Linked DNA regions of Anser cygnoides: region 1 is linked to region 2. The links are chromatin contacts, called in public Hi-C maps. All regions are on one chromosome and are shown on one strand. The core of a region is the stretch at or near the end of the contact, and the rest is flanking DNA. Distances in the headings are between cores, read along the strand shown. Region 1 holds the start of NUDC (nuclear distribution C, dynein complex regulator). Region 2 holds the start of WASF2 (WASP family member 2).

Region 1 (4,717 bases), core at 619-3,118, 210 kb before region 2:
GGCTGTGGTTCAGGTTCTGGCTGAGGAGGTTGTAAAGGATGGCGGTGCGGTTGTCCTCCTGCTGGCACTGACACCTCTCGCAGTCCACGTCCATGCTGCTGGTCGTCATAGCTGAGCTGGAAGCCCGGATCCTCTGTGAAACTCAGCTCCTGCTGCAGCAGATGTGAGAGACCCGTAAACTTCCTCCCTGCCTCAGCCTGGAAACACCCTGTCCTCCCCGCTCTGCCAGCACATGGCTGCTCAAACCAGCTCTTATAAGGCTCGGTCACAAGTGAAACACCCCTTCCCAGCCTTGACCGCTCTGTGATTAAGCGGTCCTCATTAAAAAAAAAAAAAAGCAGCCGTCCCCTGGATGATTGGCTGGGGCCAGCAAGTTCTCGGCGTGGCGTCAATGGCCGTTTTCTCAATGAAGCGCCAGCAGCTGCCGCGGGGGGACGGGGCAGCGCGGGTTGGGCGGCCTTATCGCGATTACCCAAACAGTATAAACAAAGTCATTAACCCGGGCTGTACCATGGCACCAAGGCCCCGCGCTGCAATCAGGCAGCGCTATATGGCAGGTGTCACTGCCAAGGAGTTCACACACACACACACACGGCACCCGTCTGGAGCGAGGGCCCTGTGGCAAATGGCCTGTGCGCTCCGGCCTTGGAAAGAGCAACCTGGAAGTCGTTTTATCAGCAGATATTTGCCTAACCTTGTTGACAGGAGCCTCGCTGCTGTTACAGTTAAGGAAGCGGGTGAACTGAACGACTCATCCTGAGGCAGGGCCCCATGTGTCACAGGGGAAATGCTGGGCAGGGGTGGGCCGGGTTTATAGATTTTCACCTTGAATTGCTCAGGTATTTGTATCTGCTGATCTGCTGATCTGTATCTGTTGGTTTAGGGAAGGGGCAGCATCCGAGTGATGATTTCAGGGGGCCTGCTGGGGAATCCCGTGGGCAGCAGGAGCCTGTGGGCAAGGCAGGGCCCCACGTGTCACAGGGGAAATACTGGGCAGGGGAGGGCCAGGCTTATAGATTTCCACCTTGAATTCTCAGCTATCACAGAATCACGGAACGTTAGGGATTGGAAGGGACCTTGAAAGACCAGCTAGTCCAAGCCCCCTGCCGGAGCAGGAACACCTAGATCAGGGCACACAGGAACGCATCCAGGCGGGTTTGGAATGTCTCTGGAGAAGGAGGCTCCGCAACCCCCCGGGAGCCTGTTCCAGTGTTCTGGCACCCTCACCGTGAAAAAACTTCATCTCATATTTAAGCGGAACCTCCTACATTCCGGCTTGCACCCACCGCCCCTTGTCTTATCATCGGATGTCAATTATTAGGTGTCCAGATGCATTTGTACGCGTTATCAGCACAAGTTGGTTTAGGGAAGGGGCAGCATCCAAACACTGATTTCGGGGGGCCTGCTGAGGAATCCCCCGGGCGGCAGGAGCCTGTGAGCGGCACAGCTCGCCCTGACGGGGACAACCCCCCCCGAGCACACCCAGCCCTGGGGGGTGCAGACGCGGGGGGATCACACAGGGGGGAGACCTGCAGCGGCCTGCGGGGCCTGCTGGACCCGTCCCTACGCAGGCTGCAGGCCCCTGCCCCGCTCGGGGCCTGGGTGAGCGGCCCCAGGAGCCGTGTGGGGAAGGGGGCGGTGGTGGCGGCTCGGTGCCCACCGGGGCTGGGAGGGGGGGGGGGGGATCAGGGCCTGGCCCTCCAGGGCCTCCCCAGGCCCCGCGGAGCCTTCTGGAAAGGCCTAGGCCTCTCCGTTGCTATGGCAACCGCGCCCCGCTCCTCTCCTCCCGCCTCCCGCGCCCCTCCGCGACCAATCCGCGAAGGGAGCGGCTGGGCCGCGCGCTGCGATTGGCGGAAGGGAGAGGCGAGCGCCGCGCGAGCTTCCGCTCCCTCACCTTCCGGTTCCGGCAAGCGGCGGCGTGAGGGGGCCGAGGCGGCGGCGGCAGCGGGGTCAGGGTCAGGATGGGGCTGAGCGCGGAGGAGGCGGCGGAGCAGGAGGATCGCTTCGACGGCATGCTCCTGGCCATGGCCCAGCAGCACCAGGGCGGCGTGCGCGAGGTAGCGCCGCCGGGCCCGGCGGAGGCTTCGCCGAGCTCCTCCGGGGGTAACGGGGGAGGGGCAGGCGGCGGCCCTCGGACGAGGCCCCGGGGGGCCCCACGCAGCCCCCCCGGGTTCCCTCCCCGCCGCCACGGAGCGAGGGGCCCCCGTGTGCGGCCTCCCCACGCCGGGGGCTCTCGGCCTCGGCAGCGCCACGCGTGGGGCCCGGGGCTGCTGCGGCTGCGGAGCGGGAGAGGCACGGGAGGCTGGAGCCGCCCTGGCCCAGTTTTGCGGTCCCTCGAGCCCCCAGCGGGTTGTGGCCGCCGCCAGGTGCCGTTAAACGCGGCCGCGGCTCCTCCCCTCCTCGTGGGGCGCTGCGCGGGCCTCCCGCTCCTCCAGGTAGTGGCTCCTGGTGGGAAGCTGGTCCGCAGGGAGGGGTGTGTGGGAACAACCCCTGCACCCACACGTGGGGAAATGGTGTTAAACACAGCTCCTCCTGCTGCCGTGGGGCTTCAGGTTGAAATACTGACGAGACATAACTCCTGGGGGGGTGGGGGTGGAAATCAAACCCACTGAGAGTCAAACCCATTTCCATGGAGGTATTTTGGGGTGGCAGTTCATAACTGCCAGTTCACCAGCAGCATCTGGCAGGCAGCAAGACAGTCAGAAATAAAAAGAAGTTTAAACTTTTGTAAATAAACGGGACGCAGCTTGGGGGCGGCTTGCAGGCTTTGAGGGCATAGGCGTACAGAATATGTGAGCATCTGTATACATTCGTGTGTGTGTGTATCTAAAAGTACGTATGCATTGCCAAAGTTTCTGCATCAGAGAGATCTGAGTGACAGTTTGGGATGGCAAAGTAGGTGCGTCCCCAAGGTGACCTGAGAATAAACTGGTTGCCCTCTCTTAACATGAAACACACACATGCCTCTGAAAAATGGGATCCAGGAGCTGGATCTCCTTATAAGCCCTTGGCTGTTTTCTCTGGGAAAGTCACAGGGTTTCAGTACGGTGCTGATGCAGACACAGATGGGAAGGGCGCAATAAAGGCTACTCTAGAGACACAAGGTACCTTGGAGTGATCTGGTCTCACTGCTCTTTTTTTCTCTCTTCACCCCTTCTCTTCCCCCCTTTCTCTGTTTCCTCTCTACCAGCTTGTGAACACGTTCTTTAGTTTCCTGAGGCGTAAAACAGATTTCTTCACTGGTGGAGAAGATGGCGTAGCAGAGAAGGTAAAAAAAAAAAAAAATCCACGCTTTTTTTGTCTTATTTATGTGCCGTGTCTATGTCATGCTAAGACTTCCCTTTCTGAAGGCCCCAAAGCCCTTTAATGCACTGGGGGACGAGCGGGCTGTGCTGCTGATGAAACACACCACAAAACAAAGCAATAATGAGCTGCCCCGATGTGAGGTGAGGCATGATTGCTTGTTCAAGCGATACCGTTGGTGCAGGGCTTTTTTTTTTCCTTTTTTTTTTTGCCACGCTCTGGCCAAAGGCTTGTTTGGAAAGCAAATCTGCCAGACACACTGACTTAACGGTGACAGACACTGCAGAAGCGATAACCCCAGGTTACCTTGTTTGTTCACCTCAGAGAAAGCCCAAAGTCCACGTCTCTGCACATGCGGCTGCACCTTTGTCTCCGGGCCGCGTACCTGTCTGGACTGAGCGAGCCCGGGGCTCTGGGCTGCCTCGCTGGCAGGCGGAGCGTTCCAGCAGGAGTTAGGCAGGCTCTCTGAAGGTTTCTTGGTTGTACTCACCCGCGTGGTGGCTGTTCCCCTCTGGCTTAGCACGTGAGCTGCTTTGCAACGCTCGGCTGGAGGCCGCGGTGCCCCTCGGCTGCCCGCCTGGCTTTGAGGCTGCGGGTGGTTACAGCAGAGCTTGCAGGGGAGCTGATGTGGGAGGGTCTGGTACTTCTAGATCCCAGGCAGTACGGAATCGAGGACAAAATCCGGAGTGCTTGTCTTGTCTAAGACTTGTCTTGGCTTTCTGGTCTAGTGGAACTCCCTGTGAGCAAAGCAGGCACTGCTGCCATGGTGAGCGTGTTAGGGAAGGTGTTAATTGCTAACACAGGGAGTTACATGCGCTGTCTAGTCCCCGGAGTGGTTAAATGAGGCAGGTAAGGGAAAGGGGATGGATTCAGAGGAAGAATGAGGTGAAGTCTCCTGCCGTTTTCCTTAGACTGGAGAGAAATCTCCCAAGTTCGTGAGGACTCTGCTCCCTGGGACTGAAACTGAGCAGCAGCTTGGAGATAAGCACTGGCTGGTGCTTTTGGAGGTCCTGGCTACTGCGATACCTGTTCAAATGCTTTATGGTCTCCTGAGGAGGTGCTCAGCACAAGGGGTCTGTGACACCACAGTAACAGCACAATTTGCAGAAGCTGTTTCCCCAATCCTGCTGGTCCTTTGGCATCAAAGAGAAAGAGGAGAGGGTGGGAAGGCATCGTCTTTTATGCAGCCCTTGCGTAGAGCGAGGGGACGCGATGGCAGTTGAGAGAAACGCAGTGCGCGCACTGGCAGGCTCGGGCTGTGCAAATAGCCTCGCTCCCTGGCTTGTTAGGAACAGGAGCTGGGAGATGCACGTCTTGAATTCTGCGTCCTAGGAAACGCTGGGCTCGGGTTGCGTAAATAAATCTCACTTTGCCCTTTAAAAACAAAGCAGAAATAGTTGGCGGTCGGTTACAG
Region 2 (5,070 bases), core at 247-2,746:
CACCCGCACAGCGCGACCACGCGGGGCGAGGGACGCACCCAGCCGCAGGTCCCCCTCCTGGAGGGAGGAAGGGCTCCCCGCTGCCCAGGGCTCGCAGCCGGCCGCGCGCCCAGGCGCGCTCGCTGTGTAGGTAGGAGCCGAGCACGCTTCTTCGCGAGCACCTTTAGGGCAGGCTGCTGTCAAACCCTGCACCAGGCCACAAAGCGAGGGACGCTCCCCAGACCCCCACACACCCCAGCCCCACTAACCCTCTAGGCTCCCCAAGAACCCTAACCCCCTCCCCCAGACCCCCTAGCCCCCCAGCCCCACTAACCCCTCCCCAGACCCCCTAAACCCCCAACCCCCTCCCCCAGACCCCCTAACCCCCTCCATTCCTACCAACCCCCCTCTCCTGAGCCCATAACCCCCTTCCCACACCCCCTTACCCCCTCCCCAGCCCCTCTAACCCACTTCTAGGCCCCCTAACACTCTCAGCCCCACTAAACCCCCTCCACACCCCCTGACCCCCCCTTCCCAGCCCCTCTCACCCCCTTCTTCAGACCCCCTAACACCCCCAGCCCCACTAATCTCCTCTCCAGACCCCCTAACTACCCCCCGTCCTCCTAACCCCCCTCTCCTGACTCCCTAATCTCCTTCCCACACCCCCTAACCCCCCCCAGCCCCTCTAACCCCCCCTCTCCAGCCCCCCTAACACCCCCAGCCCCACTAATCCCCCCTCCAGACCCCGTAACCCCCCCCAGCCCCTCTACCCCACTTTCCGGACCCCCTAACACCCCCAGCCCCACTATACCCCCTTCCCACAACCCCTAACCCCCTTCCCCAGCCCCTCTAACCCACTTCCAGGCCCCCTAACACCCCAAGCCCCACTAACGCCCCCTCCAGACCCCCTTCACCCCCTAACCACCCCCAGACCCCCCTCTCCCCCCTACCCACCCCCTGATCCCCCAACCCCCCCAGCACGGGGACACCAGCTCACCCCAGCCCCTCAGGCCAGCCCAGGGCCCACGCCCTGCCCCGAGCCCTGGCTCCTGGGAGGGGCCGGGCGAGTGTTGGCCCGGGACAGAGCCACGGCCCCCCCCCGCCTCCCCCCCGGCCCAGGGGCACCGGAGCCCCTCCACAGGCCCTATTAGCTCACTTTGTGGCAGGAACCACCGCCCGCCTCAGCCCTGTGGCTCACTATTTGGCAAGGGCCTAGCAGCCCACCCCAACCCCTCCGCCGCTCTCCCGAGGCAAGAAGCGGCCGGGAAGGGCCGGGGGGCCGCCGCCGGCTCCTCTCAGCACTCACCTCGCTCCGGTGCTGTCCTCTCCGGGCCCCTGGGCTCGCTACCACCAGGGCGGGCCAGCCCGGCCGTCCGCCATTCCACGGCTCCCCCTCCCTGTCCTGACTGAGCCTCGCCCCGCCTCCTCCCGCTCGCCGGTCCGCCGCGCCATTGGCTCGCCGGCTAGCAATGCCGCCACGCCATTGGCTAAGAGTGGCTGTCTATCAAAGTCGCCCTACGCCACTTGCGTACGAAACCGGAGCAGCCGAAGAACCCCACCCAAGGCGGCCGCGCAAAGAGAGTAAACAGGGAGGAAAGTACCACCAGGGGGACGGGGCGGGGGGAGCCTCGGGGAGGCTTTGGGACGCATCCCCGGGGCGGAGGGGAGAATCGCGACATCGCGCCTAGTCACGACATTTCTAAAACCTCTCTGTGGGTCTGCGAGGGACAAAACACGACAATATTACCCGCGACTTTAGAGGAAAGGGGGACGTCCTTCCCTCCCCCCTCTCCAAGAGCCTCCCTTTGGTGTCGCCCTCCGCCTCTACGCTCTCAGGCCCTGGGAGGAACGTTCCACCTGGGGGAGCGGGGGGGGGGGGGGTGCGGGACGGGACCAAGGGGGAGCGGGGGGGGGACAGGGACAGGGCTGGGCTGGGCGGGCAGGGCGTGTAGGCCCCTGCTGCTGCTGCGGGCACAGGGGGGGGTGGGAACCTGCAGCCCCTGACAGCTGGGGGGGGACAGGGCTTGGGGGGGGACACGGGGCATGGGGGGGACACAGGGCGTGGGGAGGACACGGGGTGTGGGGAGGGGACAGGGATAAGGTATGGGGGGCGTCACAGGGCATGGGGGGACGTGAGGGGACACAGGGCATGGAGGGGGACACAAGGCATGGGGGGGACACGGGGCATGGGGGGACATGGGGCATGAAGGGGACATGGCACGGGGTGGGCACAGGATCGGGGTGGACACGGGGCGTGGGGGGGGACACAAGGCATGGGGAGGGGGACACAGGGCATGGAGGAGGACAGGGACAGGGCATGGGGGGGGACAGGGCACGGGGGTGGTCACAGGGCATAGGGGGGACATGGCACGGGGGGGACAGGGACAAGGCATGGGGGAGACACAGGGCACGGGGGGACATGGCATGGAGGGGAACGTGGCAAGGGGGGACACAGGGCACGGGGGGGACACACAGGGCACGGGGGGGACATGGCATGGGTAGGGACAGGGCACGGGGGGGACACAGGGCATGGAAGGGGACAGGGACAAGGCATGGGGGACACAGGGACAGGACACAGGGGGTGCCCAGCAGCAGGGCACCCAGCTGGGCCGCTGGTGTAAGCCCAGAAGGACACCCTGCAGCCCCCTGACACCTAGGGGGGGACACAGGGCGTGAGGGGGGACACGGGACACAGGGAGGGGACAGGGACACGTCGTGGGGCGGGACACGGGGACAGGGCACCCAGCTGGGCCGCAGGGGGCTCGGCCTCCCCGCAGGTCTCCCTCCAGGCCTGGCCCTTCCACGGCAGGCGGCTGGTGGTAGCCCGCTGGTAGCCACGGGGCTGGCCCCGCGTGTGCTTGTGGGGAACTGGGCAGCCTCCAGCAGGCACCAGCCCCACAAAAGGCAGGTTTGTGCTCGGATTTTCCATACATGGCTCCGGCTGAGGCTCCAAAAAGCTGCCTCCAGCCTCCAGCTTGAGCGCCCTCGGTGCGTCCTCCCCAGTCGCCCCCCAGGGCTGTGCGGGGACGGCCCGGCGTGGGGCTGTGAGGCAGGGCAGGTTGCCGTAGAGCCGTAATCCTCCTCTGCCTGGAGGAGACACCCTCGGGGGGGGGGACAGGAGGAGGGAGAACAAAGATTCCCATTGTCCCAAACCGCGGGAGCAAACACCTGATAGGAAACGAGCAGCGTGCTGCTGCCGTGCTGCTGCCGCAGCGCTTCTGCCTGCGCACCTGGGGCATTAAATCTTCCCTCCCCTGCTGGATCACCGCCACCAGCGCCGGGCTCGTTTCGGCCGAAAGAGGCTGGAGGCATCTGTTGGGTGCTTTGGAGCAAGTCGCAGCGACTAAAACCCCGGCAGACCTGGGGCTCCCCCGCTGGGAGCACCCAGACCCCCGGGTACCCGCGGTGCTGGGGGCCTCGTCACCACCACCCCTCGGCACGTCCTGGCCGAGACGGGCGCGTGATCGTGGTGGAAATGGCTTTTTCTCGCCCGTTTTGCGCCGCCCCTCCACGCGCGGCGTCCCAAGCAGCGGTGCTCGGCCGTGCCCCCCCACCCGTGGGTGCGAGGCGGGGGCCGCGGGGCGAGGCGCTGCGGGAGGCCGCGGGCTCCAGGTTTTCCAGGCTGCCAGCGAGCCGTCGCCTTGAAGAAGATCTGCTTCTATCTCAAGGTGTCACAGCCTCAAGGGAACCACCTAATCTGTAGCTGCGCTGCAACCTTTATCTCTCCCCGCCTGTGTGAGAGGCTCTGTTTATAGCTGCCGAATAATACCTGCTAAATTGCGGGATCCAGCCCCCCCGCGGCACCCCCTGACACTTGTTTCTCTGCGAGAGGGATGCTCTCGCCTGCCAGGTGCCTTTTTCTGGAGGGAAATGCTTTGCTGGGGGACAGACAGCTGGGCTGCTCCTGCCTCTCTCCTGGGTGGGCTCCGGCCGCATCCAAGCCCCCCTAACCCTAGCAGGGCCCTGCCCCGCGCTGCTGCCCCCTCCAGCTCCCTCCTGCCGCTCAGCCTGGGCTCTGCTCCCGGCTAAAATCCAGCAGGTCCAGCCTCACCCCTCCTCGCCACACCCCAAGGACGGGGATGAGCAGAAATCCTCAACGGGAGGGACAAAATCACAGCTTATCTCGCGCTGCGTGCTGCCCCAGCCTCGCACGAGGCCGTGACCGTGTCCTTGCCCGGAGGTGCTGGGGGATGGTGGCCAAGCGGCTCTCGAGTCCCCCCCGGGCTCTGCCAGGGAGCCTCGGGTGCCTGTCCCTGGCCAGCTGCCCCCGGCGCTGTCCTTGCCTCTGGCAGCTCTGCCTCCCCGCTGCCCCCGTGCCTCACAAAATGGCTGAGGAGCGTGGCACGGCGGCTGGCGCGCAGGCAGAATGGCTCCAGCTGCAGCCCCGCTCCCCGTGGGAAGGCAGCCAGGGCTGTCAGCACCAGAGCTGCGAGGATGCTCCGGAAACGGGCACCCAGCTGCGTGCTGGGGGCTGGTCCCGAAGCCCTGGTTCCCATGAGTCGGCATCAATCTGGGCTGCGGTGGCAAGCCGGGGTGCGTGGGGCACGCGGGGTGCACGGGGCTGGTGGGATGCACAGGGTGCACGGGGCACACAAGGTGCGTGAAGTGTGCAGGGTTCCTTGGGCCTGGGGGATGCCAGGGGGGCACAGGGTGTGAGGGGCGTGTGGAGGATGCACAGGGGGCACGGGATGCACAGGGTGCACTCGGCACGGAGGGGGCATGAAGTGCCCAGGGGGCACGGGGTGCATGGAGCACACAGGATGCAGCAAGTGCCTGTAGTGCGCAGGATACATGGGGCATATGGGGTGCCCCTGGTGTGCAGGACATGTGAGATGCGCAGGGTGCCCATGGTGCCCAGGACATGTGGGGTGCCCCTGGTCCCCAGGACACATGGGGTGCTCAGGACACATGGGATGCCCCTAGAGTCCAGGACACACAGGGTGCCCATGGTGCCCAGGACACAAAGGACACCCCTGGTGCCCAGGACATGTGGGATGCATGGTGTGCCCCTGGTCCCCAGGACACTTGGGGTGCCCATGGTGTGCAGGACACTTGGGACACATGGGGTGCCCATGGTACGCAAGACACACG

The links. Hi-C and Micro-C count contacts between places; a contact is called where the count stands out from the background.
Region 1: a contact with region 2 is called in a Hi-C map of liver, with 1.9 times the contacts expected there. The contact joins the promoter of NUDC here to the promoter of WASF2 in region 2. A contact is called at or near these places in 2 of 7 Hi-C or Micro-C datasets (both in liver).

What each region holds. Positions count from the first base shown.
Region 1 is chr24:3,713,288-3,718,004 of Taihu_goose_T2T_genome, reverse strand. NUDC (nuclear distribution C, dynein complex regulator) reads left to right here and starts at 1,868. Exons shown (of 9, transcript XM_048073198.2): 1 at 1,868-2,057; 2 at 3,191-3,268. The coding sequence starts at 1,962. NR0B2 (nuclear receptor subfamily 0 group B member 2) reads right to left here and starts at 1,642. Exons shown (of 2, transcript XM_013199600.3): 1 at 1-1,642. The coding sequence starts at 109.
Region 2 is chr24:3,505,925-3,510,994 of Taihu_goose_T2T_genome, reverse strand. It overlaps WASF2 (WASP family member 2), which reads right to left and starts at 1,496. Exons shown (of 10, transcript XM_048073182.2): 1 at 1,286-1,496.